2 separate regions of the Hordeum vulgare genome follow, and region 1 is linked to region 2. Evidence: chromatin contacts called from public Hi-C data. All regions are on one chromosome and are shown on one strand. Each heading gives the region's core, a stretch centred on a gene start, on an enhancer-like site or on the middle of the called end of the contact. The rest is flanking DNA. Distances are from core to core; before and after follow the strand shown. Region 1 holds the start of LOC123403290 (receptor-like protein 2). Region 2 has its middle 220 kb from the start of LOC123405263.

Region 1 (5,749 bases), core at 2,654-5,153, 580 kb before region 2:
TCAGCAGTGATCCTGGATAAACATTCAATCACCTTTCACATGTGTAGCAAAGTAAATAGTGAACGACTGTTTATACAATCTCGAAAAACAATACAATTAAACACTGTTGATGTAGCTCACTCGCTAATCATTTTCATTTACATGACGATGAAAACAGGGTTTCACCCCGCTTTGTATTACAAAGCAGCCAACCAGAACATCCGATGATAGGTGCTGGGGCGGAAACAACACAGTCACGCCCAAAAGAAATGGAAAAGAAAATAAAAAAGAAGCAAATGCCGACACCGGCGGATTGACAGAAAACACAAAAGACTCGCGACCGCCGTGCCCACCAAGAGTCTTCCATCAAGCTCCAGGACTCCGAAGCGCCGGTACCCATCAACACCTCCAAGAAGGAATGCGGCGATGACGACGCTGCTGCCAAGGGTTTCCCCCGGTACGCGATGTGGCGCAAGGAAGGGTAGCCCCGACGCCCTCCAGGAAGGTTCGGGGACACCCAAGGGCGTCACCGCATCAGTGTCGGCCGGGCCGACAGGGGTTTCCCCCGATCCCAACTTGCACGTCGGGCGTTCCGGAGCCAGCCACCAAACCAACCGACACCCTATACCAACACGGTCTTGAGACCCCTGCGCTGTCTCACCACGACACCGTAAGGAGAAGCCTGCACAGCGATGAAGAGGAGCCGGGACAAGGAGCAGCAGCACTGTCGACACGCGGGAGGGCTCAACCTCCACCGTCAACGACGGTAGCCGACCGGATGCAATAGCAGGAGCATACCAGGCCCGTGGGCCCACAGGCCTGGCCGGGACCCCCCCGTAAAGCTCCCGCCATCACGTTGCAACAGGCATGCCGTCGGCAATGCCGCCCCCTGGCCAAGCTGCTCCGCCTCACCACCATGCAGAAGACACCGCAGCCACGCCGGGAGCCAGCCCACTAGGACCCAGATGGGGCCCGCAGGCCAAGGAGCAGCGCCGCCGGCCACCCCGCACCACCACGCCGCCCTGCCGCCAAGGAGCAGCGCCGCTACCTCACCCGTCGCCGGCCACCATCACTGGGTCGCTTGACCGCAGCCGGCCTAGCTGCACCGCCGCCGCCCCTGCCCCGGGAAGGGGGAACGCGCGCGCGAGGAAAGGAGGGCCCGCCGCCGCCGACACCACCCGGGCCAGCACCGGGGGCGCCCGCCGCCGGCGGCGGGGGAGGAGACGATGGAGGAAAATGCCCGTGGGGGAGGAGCTTGCGTGCCGCCCCGGCCACCTCCCGGGAAGGCGGCGCGAGGGCGGATCTGGGAGGAGGGGGAGGGACGGGGGCGGGGGCGGGGAGGGGGAGGGAGGCCTGACCGGCGGCCGGCAGTGGCGGGAGGGCCGGCGGCGGCGGACGGGGAAGGGCGGAAACCCTAGGTTGCCCCTGTCGCGGGAGCAAGGAGCGGTCGGCCTCACCATTTTCATTTACATGGAGTACAGATTGAATGCCAATAACTTAAGATACCGAGTTTACCAGGGATGTTGATCTTGCTGGGGCTGGAGCCACTGACTTGGTGGTCTTGCTGAACTGAGGACAATTTAAATCATGTCACAGCTTGGGCGATGATAACAATTACAAGTCTTTAGCCAATGCCTAGCTAAGATTTTCTGATCATATAGGACTCCTACTCCAAAGAAAACAACGAAGGCAGTCATGAAGATGATGACCTCACTACCATTCTGTTTTATGGGGTCAATGGAGACAAGACCAGCTTCTGCCGAACCACAATGGTTTGCAACCATAGGGCCACACAGTTTTGGGTTTCCACCAAAGCTAGAATTTGGAAACGTGCTAAACTGGCCCACGTTTGGAATAGAGCCTTCTAAGTCATTATTAGAAATGTTGAATCTGGAAAGGAAGTGCAGATTTTTCAGTGCAACTGGAATTGTACCAGTGAGATGATTATCAGACAAGTCAAGCATCTGCAGGTTCGTGAGGTTGCAGATCTGTTCTGGTATCTGTCCAGATAATCTGTTGGAGCTCAAGTTGAGTGAAAAGAGTCCTTGTAACTGTCCGATCTCCTCCGGGATCATACCACTGAAATTATTCATGGCTAGATTAAGCGCTTTAGGAAAAGCACTGGGCATGAGGTATTGCATAAATTTGTTCTTGTTCCAAACAGGCAGCTCAAAGAAGACCTTTGGTGGAGTGGTATTATCTGATTCTAGCATTGGCATCTCCATTAAGGCACTCGGAATTTCCCCTGTAAGGCTGTTGTTTGATATATCTAGACAGAAGAGAAAATGTAGGCTGCTGATCCATTCAGGTATCGGTCCAGTTAGCTGGTTGCCTTGCAAAAATAGCATCCCCAAATTCGGTAGCTTTGATAACCAATCAGGTATTTTTCCGGACAATGAACAATGATTTATATAAAGAACCTGAAGATTCTTGAAACCATCAGTGCTGACATCTTCTGGCATGGTCTCATGCAGAAAGTTGAACCCAAGATAAAGGGTGGTGAGGCTCCTGGAACTGCTAAGGATCTGAAGTGTTCTTGTGATGTTTGTAAGAGATATATTAGCAAGTGATAGGAATGAGAGGGACTTCAGATTGCCTATTTTTTCTGACAATTGACCATGGAAAGGATTGTAAGATAGCCGTAGTGCAGTCAGCTTGCTGCAGGAGTATATGCTCTCTGGAACTGTGCCGGTGAAGTTGTTGAAAAGAAGATCTAGTTTTCTTAGATTGGACAGGCTTACGAAGTTGACCTTGGTAAGTTCACCGCTAAATTGGTTGCTGTTGAGGTCAATTGTTACAAGATTTGTGCAGTTGCTTAGACCTGTTGGCAGCACCCCTGACATGCTGTTGTGTTCCAAATGCAGCTCCTCCAAACTCTTCAGATCACCTATAGACTCTGGAATGTTGCCGCTGAACTCATTCCCCCCAAGATCAAGGGTGACCAGATTTATGAGCTTGGTGATGCCACCGAGATCCCCTACTAACCAATTGTTTGGTAACGAGAGGTGCTCTAATGAGGTGACCTTGAAGAGTGCATCTGGAAGTGTACCACTGAGGTTGTTGTAGCCAGCACTGAGCAATTTCAGCGCCGAGCAATTACTGAGTCCTGGAGGGATGTTTCCACTGAGTTGGTTGAAGCTGAGCTCAATCACAGCAAGAGATGGCGCGCTAACACATGGGGTAGTTGGTATCTGACCAGTAAATCTGTTGCTGCTGGCATTAAGAACAACCAGGCTCTTCATCGCCTCCCATGTTGTCGATGGTAAACTGCCCGTAAACAAGTTGCTTGAGATGTTGAGTACCTGCAGAGGCCTTGCAGGGGTTGAAGATGGCAGCTCGCTCAGGCCTCCTGTCAGGCGGTTGAAGCTGACGTCAAGAACAAGGATGCTGCTGGATGACACTAATTCCGGTGGCAAGCCACCGGTTAGCAAGTTCCGGGACAGGTTGAGGCGCAAAAGCCCGGTGAGATTGCCAAGGAACGGCGAGATGGCCCCCTCGAGGCCTAGAGAAGTCAGCGAAACATCAGTGACCTTCATATCTTGATTGCAGGTGATCCCTTCCCATGCGCAGCAGTCAGTGTCATGCCGCCATGACGCCGTGAGGCCGCCGTCCCGCGAGAGCCCGGCGAGGAGCTGGTGAAGGGAGCTCTTCTCCTGCTCGGTGCAGGAGCTGGTCGGAGAGACCAAAGAGACCAGCAGCACGAGAGCCAAGCCAAGTGAAGGCATGTGAAATTTCTTGTATGAAAAACAGTGGCTGCATGGTGTTGTGGTGGAACTGGCCATTCTGAATATTTTTGTTTGACAGTCTCCAGAAACTGTCCATTCCGAAAGCATTTCTAAACTGCCATTTCCTAAATAAAATATAAGAGCTGTCCATTCGGATTCTGTCAGTTTTGTTGAATATTTTCTGTTTGAAATTTTTGGTGATGCATTTTGACGCGACCTTATGTTTCTTTCTGAGGTGCTAATAATATGCCGTGTTAAGTCGAGTGTTGACTAGCGGTGTCTCACTGGTAGTTGAGTGGCTAATAATATTTCGTGTTAAGTAGTGTCACTGTATTTCAATGGGTGTGCATATATGTCATGTATCATTGTACAGGTGGCTAGTAATGTTTCGTATTAAATCGAGTGTCGATGCTATTAAGGGTTGCTGCTACTCAGATGCAATCTTCTCTTACAAATTATATTCAGATTATTATGACGTACAGGAGCATGACAACAGACTTTGAAGACTGCAACTGCACGCGTACCACTTTACGACTTTGTGGAGGTCTGGAATTCATATTGCTTTGTACAAAAGTCCACCACAAATTCTTATTGCTTTGTACAAGTCCACCTCACAAAGTCACAGTTCCACACTTGGAAGGAGAAGATCCTCAGCTGATGGGCATGTGTCTGTGAACGCTTGGAGCATCTACAGCCGAACCCATGTGTCCGTGAATATAGTAGATCGTCTTCGATTCTCCTTATTTAAGTTACAGTGTAAGTATTTTGACACGGTTGTAAAGCAATAATGGTAGACCTACAAAGTTTTACTTCCTCTGTCACAGTTTATAAGACATGCACGTGTACCTAGGTCGTCAATTTAACTTATATGAAATATATTGTTTAACATAAAAATTATATCATTAAAAAATAAAACATCTAAAGTTTTCAATGATGTATTTTTTGTAATATATGTCTCTCATTAAGTCGGTCAAATTGACGACCTACATACACGTGCCGGACTTATAAACTGAAACGGAGGGAGTACTTAGGCTTCCTCCAATGCAAAGGCGCTAAGTGAGGTGCTAAGAGCATTAAATATGTTAAGCAACTATAATCTCCAATGCATTGGTGCTTAGTTTGTTGTTGCTAAAGTTGCCCTATTTAATTGTTTAGCAACTAAAGTCTTGCATGCATAGGCTAGTTCCCTTTATTTTTAATATTTTGCATAGGTTCCCGTGACTAGCACTGTTTCCTTCTAAGGACACCAAACTTCTCTCTCTCTTCTTAATTAGATTGCCACATAGGATTTTTTGCCTTGTTGACATGCTTAACACCTATCCAAAGTGGAGCATTGGGAGCAACCTTAACCTTCCAAAGTAATTTTCTCTCTCCTCTTGATTTTCAGTGGGGTGGAACCCCTCATCCCTCTGTTACCAATCATAATCCTCTACGTCAAACCTTTATAGATGTAGCATTACTCATCATAAGGAATGATGATCCCGATAAGTAAGGTGTTTTTTTAGAAAAGGAGGAAGACCCCCGGCCTCTGCATCTGAGCGATGCATGCAACCATTTTACTCCCTCCGTCACGGTTTAGAAGGCACGCTTGAAAAATCTCTGGGACCAAGGTAGTAACTGATTGGTTGTGAGATGTAGTAGGTGTAGATGCTAATGCGTCTAATCAACTGAGAAAATACTAGTACTACTTCGTGAGCAGCAAATTGAGAGGGCGCATGCATGAGTAGTACTAGTACTAATTAATAAGAGTAATTGCTTTCGCGTCTTAAACCTTGTCTATTTTGAAAACGCACGCAAGTTTAACTGTGCCTTCTAAACCGTGACGGGGGAGTATTAATTATTCATAAAGACCTTACAAAGTAATACATCAGTAAGACTGAAGCCACCGTCTACACAACATATGTCGCTACTTCTATACAGTTGATGAAGGGATGCTGATAGTCTGGGCCTAATACCAAACAGACCTCGCAGCCAAACCTAACATCTAAGACCTGATGCCCCAACCAAGCCACCTGCCGGATATGGGGCACCCATCGGTCCGGCGC
Region 2 (5,514 bases), core at 1,921-4,420:
TTCTTTTTTCAAAAACATTTATAGCTGAAAAAGCATCTATTTCATTAGAGATAATCCACAGAGTTTTACAAGATTTAGTCTCTAGCTATGAAGATGTTATGGCCACATTCCTGCCATGGTTTGTTCAAATAAGCTCAAATTTTTCACAAGGATCCATCTTGAAATGACAAACAATGTTTTAAAAGGGAGTTTTCCTTTTCTTTATTTTTTACTTTCTTTTACTTTTGTTTTTCTCATTGCTTTCTTTTTCAAAGATTTTTCTCATTGTTTTCAAAGGATGACATGCCAACGTTCCGTGTCACAACAACCATCCTTCGTTTTCCTTCTCCATTTCTTGTTTCCTTTTTCTTTTTCTTATGTTTGTTTTCATTTCCACTCTACATTTTCGTATGTGTCAAAAATGTTTTTTTAATAAGTGATCAACAATTTCTGTATACATTTTCAACATTGTTCGAATGCTTATTCAATATTTTTTAAATACTTATTTATTATTTTAATATTGATTCAACAAGTTTTAAATACTTACTAGACACTTTTAAATACATGTTCAATATTTTTCATATACATATTCAACATTTTTAATACTTATTTAACATTTTTCAAATACTTGTTTGATATTTTTAATACTTTTCAACATTTTTCAAATTCTTGTTAATCACTTTTAGTATTTATTTAACATTTTTCAAGTACTTTTAAATATTTTTCAAATACTTATTTAAGATATTTTAAATGCTTAGTTATCATTTTATATACATGATCAAGAAATTTCATCATTGTTTTGTTACATGGTCAACATCTATTGTATACACATTCAACATTTTTCAAAACATGATTAAAAGTTTCTAAACTATTATGAAAAATAAATGTTTTTAATATATATGTTTAGAATATATAGAAGTGTAAGTAAAAGCTTAAAAAATGAATCAAAAAATGAAATAAAAACATGAAAAAGAACCGAAAAGAAAAGGAGGCAGTGTACCTACCGTGAACTGGACCGGCCACATCGTCGTGCGCTGCAGCGAGTCAGATACTAGACTCACTTTATGCGAGGTATAGGGGCTCTCCTATCGGGACCTTTCAATACGATGCTGCAGGCGCCGGTTCGCGCTCCTCGCACCTGCAGTGTCCCTCGCTGGACTGGCTGATGAAACATCTCCTGGCGCTCCCCTGCAGACTTGAAAAAATTTCATTGATTTTCAAAAATGTGAATTCAAAAAGGTACATTAAAATTCCATTGGATTAAAAAGCAATTAATAAGATTTTCGAAAATTTTAATGATTACGAAAAAAAGTTCACCATTTACAAAAATATGTTAATGGATTTTCACAAAGTTCAAACAATTAGTTGATTTTGAAAAAAAAATCAACAATGTTTTAAAACAGGTAATTTATTTTAAAAATGTTCATAGATTTTTTTAAAAGTTTACCTATTTAATTTTTTTTATCAATTTAGAAAAAAGTTTACGAATTTTAAATTATGTTCACCGATTTTCAAAAAATTCACCAATTTCGAAAAAAAGTTCATCGATTTGGATACAATTTCAGAAATTTGGCGTCTGCGGTGTCCCTCGCTGGACCAGCTGGTAAAACATCTCCTGGCGCTGCGCTGCAGACTCGAAAAAATTTCATTGATTTTCGAAAATGTGAATTCAAAAAGGTACATTAAAATTCCATCGGATTAAAAAGCAATTAATAAGATTTTCGAAAAGTTTAATGATTATGAAAAAAAAGTTCACCATTTTTAAAAATATGTTAATGGATTTTCACAAAGTTCAAAAAATTAGTCGATTTTGAAAAAAAAAGTTCAACAATTTTTTAAAACAGGTTATTGATTTTAAAAATGTTCAAGATTTTTAAAATATGTTCACCGATTATTTTAAAAGTTTACCTATTTCAATTTTTTTTATCAATTTAGAATTGTTTTTTACAACTTTTAAATTATGTTCACCAATTTTCAAAAAATTCACCAATTTCGAAAAGAAGTTCATCGATTTGGACACAATTTCATAAATTTGGTGCCTGCAGTGTCCCTCGCTGGACCGGCTGCTGAAACATCTCATGGCGCTCCGCTGCAGACTCGAAAAAATTTCATTGGTTTTCAAAAATGTGAATTCAAAAAGGTACATTAAAGTTCCATCGGATTAAAAAACAATTAATAAGATTTTCGAAAACTTTAATGATTATGAAAAAAAAGTTCACCATTTTTAAAAATATGTTAATGGATTTTCACAAAGTTCAAAAAATTAATCGATTTTGAAAAAAAAGTTCAACAATTTTTTTAAACAGGTAATTGATTTTAAAAATGTTCATGAATTTTTAAATATGTTCACATTTTTTTATAAAGTTTACCTATTTCCATTTTTTTATCACTTTATAAAAAAGTTTACGACTTTTAAATTATGTTCACCAATTTCGAAAAGAGGTTCATCGATTTGGATACAATTTCATAAATTTGGCGTCTGCAGTGTCCCTCGCTGGACCAGCTAATGAAACATCTCCTGGCGCTCCGCTGCAGACTCAATTTTTTTCATTGATTTTCAAAAATGTGAATTCAAAAAGGTACATTAAAATTCCATTGGATTAAAAAGCAATTAATAAGATTTTCGAAAAGTTTAATGATTATGAAAAAAAGTTAAACATTTAAAAAAATATGTTAATGGATTTTCAGAAGTTCAAAAAACTAGTCGATTTTGAAAAAAAAGTTCAACAATTTTTTAAAACAGGTAATTTATTTTAAAAATGTTCATGAATTTTAAAATATGTTCACCGATTTTTTTAAAAGTTTACCTATTTCAATTTTTTTATCAATTCAGAAAAAAAGTTTACGAATTTTAAATTATGTTCATCGATTTTCAAAAAATTCACCAATTCCGAAAAAAAGTTTTTCGATTTGGATACAATTTCATAAATTAAATAAAGATTCCATTGAATTTCAGAAAATAATCAATTTGAAAGGAAAAGTCACATACTCTCTACTACTGTTAAAAGAGCAAACATAAATTCTACTAAAACTACACATCAAACTGTACACAGGATAACCAGAACCCTCGGATCGAATCAACTTAAACACATCCAACTGCTTATATTATGCAATGGTGTGCCATATGAATCCACATCTCAGATCAAATGTTCTGCCGGGCCGTGGTCTGCCGATCGTTGCGGCGCTACCCGTCTCCCACCCAAATCGTGCCTCCCGACATTTCCTTCTTGACTTCTTCTCTGGCCCCATATTGACAAGAACAGATCCCCAGCAAATGCGCCGCCGATCCTCCCTTCCCCTTCTTCTCGCACCGCCCATCTTCTTGCGCCTGCAATGGCCCTCTTTCTACCGTCACCACACGCCTTCGGCGGCCTCGGTGACCAGGAATGCGAGGACGCATGCCGAAGGCATCCTTCCGAGGAACCGACGTGCTTGGGTTCTCCAGCCTACGCCGTCGAGTCCACCAAGCCGCGTGCCCACGACGCCTCACGTCAGGGGAACCGCCTTTTCCCCCGATATGGATGAAAGCGGCCACGGAGACCGGACGAGGAGGTGGGCAGCTGATAGGAGAAAGGATAGAGGAAGGGACCGATCGGGGATGAATTAGATGGCTTCAATCCAGGACGGCGGCAAGTAGGCATGGCAACTCTAGGGATTTGCTCTTCCCAGATCTGGAAGATAGGAAGCATGGAATCCAAATCGTGAGGCGTCAATGGGGATTGTAGGGAGGAAAGAGAACGTGTTGGTGATGGATGAGGTAGTCTCAATCCGGAGCATGACGAGGAGGGAAAACTGCAGGCACGGTGAGGAGAGTAGGAGAAATAGGAAGGGCACACTGATGACGAGTTGAGTATGAGTTGGGCCGCATTGGAGGTTGAGGGAGGCGGCCATCAGGGGACTTGTTGTTGCTGCAGCTGTGCGTGCTTGCTTGATGCTCATCGTCCTGTATGGATCTGCTGCCATTGCTGCGCATGTGCGTGCGTTGTGCCACTGATGATGTGTGCATGGAAGAGGAAAGGAAGCAAGGCAGCTGAGTTTGCACAAATGTATCGTCAGGACAGGACGGTTGTGCACACACCATCTTCGATTGGGAGCACGGAGATGGTCACTATCAACATATCATCGTGGAGGCTGCCTGCCAGAGGCGCTTGTGTTTCGGCCTGCCTCCACTTGTTGGCAACCTCGTCCTCCAGCGCCAGAGTATCGGCGACGGCAACACTTTGTGTCATGAGCATAGAAGTGGGAGAATAGTGATTATGTAGCTAGATCAGGGCAAAAAAGTAGTGCGTTGGTAATTACTTCCTCCGTCCTAAAATAAGTGTCTCAAGCTTAGTATAACTTTATACTAGAGATAGTACAAAATTGAGACAGTTATTTTGGGACGTAGGGAGTACAAGTTACTACTCCCTCCGTTCTTAAATATAAGTCTTTTTAGAGATTTCACTAGTGGACTATATACGGATGTATATAGACATATTTTAGAGTATAGATTCAATCATTTTGCTCCGTATGTAGACCCTTAGTGAAATCGCTTAAAAGACTTATATTTAGGAACGGATGGAGTAGGTAGGAGCAGATTTAACAAATTCAGAAAATAAAATCCTAATTGATTGCTAAAATACTACATAGTTACTTTGATATTGCTACGCAAGTCAACATGCATAGACTAGAAAGAACACTTACTTCCTACAAAGTATGGACGGATGATGTCATCGGGGAATTTAGAATTTATTGTATGGCTAGGATCTTTTAGGTGCAACGCAATTTTAGTGTCAGCTTTGAGTACATAAAACTTCGAAATTTCTGGCCAAAGTCCTATATCAAAATAGGAGTGACAATCTTCATCAAGTTTCATAGAAATAACGATTGTAAATCGATGGTTTGTGCTCAGCATGACATCCTTGGAGTCTATAGTTATGTAAAGTCCAAGATTTAGCGCATTAGTTGTTGTTGCAAAGCAAGGGATGTACCGCAGGAATTAATAAGATTGTTAAAGAACATGGCAACATGCTAGTATGAGAGTAGTTAAAAGAAGAGCACATCAATTGATATGAAAGGACAAAAAATTATAAGTAAACAGATAATGTAACCGTGATGTCATGCATATGTATATGAGAGTAAACAAAAGAACAATACAACATTAATTTGCCTAATTTAGAAGAAGAAGAAGAAGAAGAAGAAGAAGTATGTGGCAATATATAGTATCGGTTCACCAAAAGTATAGGCCATGTCAACGTAGGTAGTGTGAGATTGAACTTACCGTGCGCTTCATGAAGTCGTGTGATATGGTGAGATGAAACTCATTGGTTGTATGTCCTTGCACTGTACACTCTATGAAGGAAAACCCTCGAATCATGTAGAAGGAACATTTTTCTTTTCAAAAAGGATGATAACCCCCGAAGCTAGAAGGAACGTGAATCCACGGTGATTTCGGCCGGGTGATTAAAAGGGGCAGATGGACTGGGATAAGAGATGAGCGGAAATATTTAAGTAGATTACAGTTACCTGCTTCTCCATGGGAGGTCCAGTGCCGAA

What was found. Hi-C and Micro-C count contacts between places; a contact is called where the count stands out from the background.
Region 1: a contact with region 2 is called in a Hi-C map of leaf, with 7 times the contacts expected there. The contact joins the promoter of LOC123403290 here to the enhancer-like site in region 2. A contact is called at or near these places in 2 of 6 Hi-C or Micro-C datasets (both in leaf) and 1 of 1 datasets of contacts at active chromatin or transcription factors (embryo).

What each region holds. Positions count from the first base shown.
Region 1 is chr6H:170,047,688-170,053,436 of MorexV3_pseudomolecules_assembly, reverse strand. It overlaps LOC123403290 (receptor-like protein 2), which reads right to left and starts at 3,903. Exons shown (of 1, transcript XM_045097241.1): 1 at 1,359-3,903. The coding sequence starts at 3,812. The coding sequence ends at 1,560.
Region 2 is chr6H:169,469,822-169,475,335 of MorexV3_pseudomolecules_assembly, reverse strand. It overlaps the pseudogene LOC123405265. Among protein-coding and RNA genes, the nearest start is that of LOC123405263, 220 kb to the right of the region's middle. Within about 2 kb of position 3,170, at least 2 of the 3 cell types and tissues checked have open chromatin away from gene starts, as enhancers often do. A contact at or near this core is called in leaf, where this site is marked.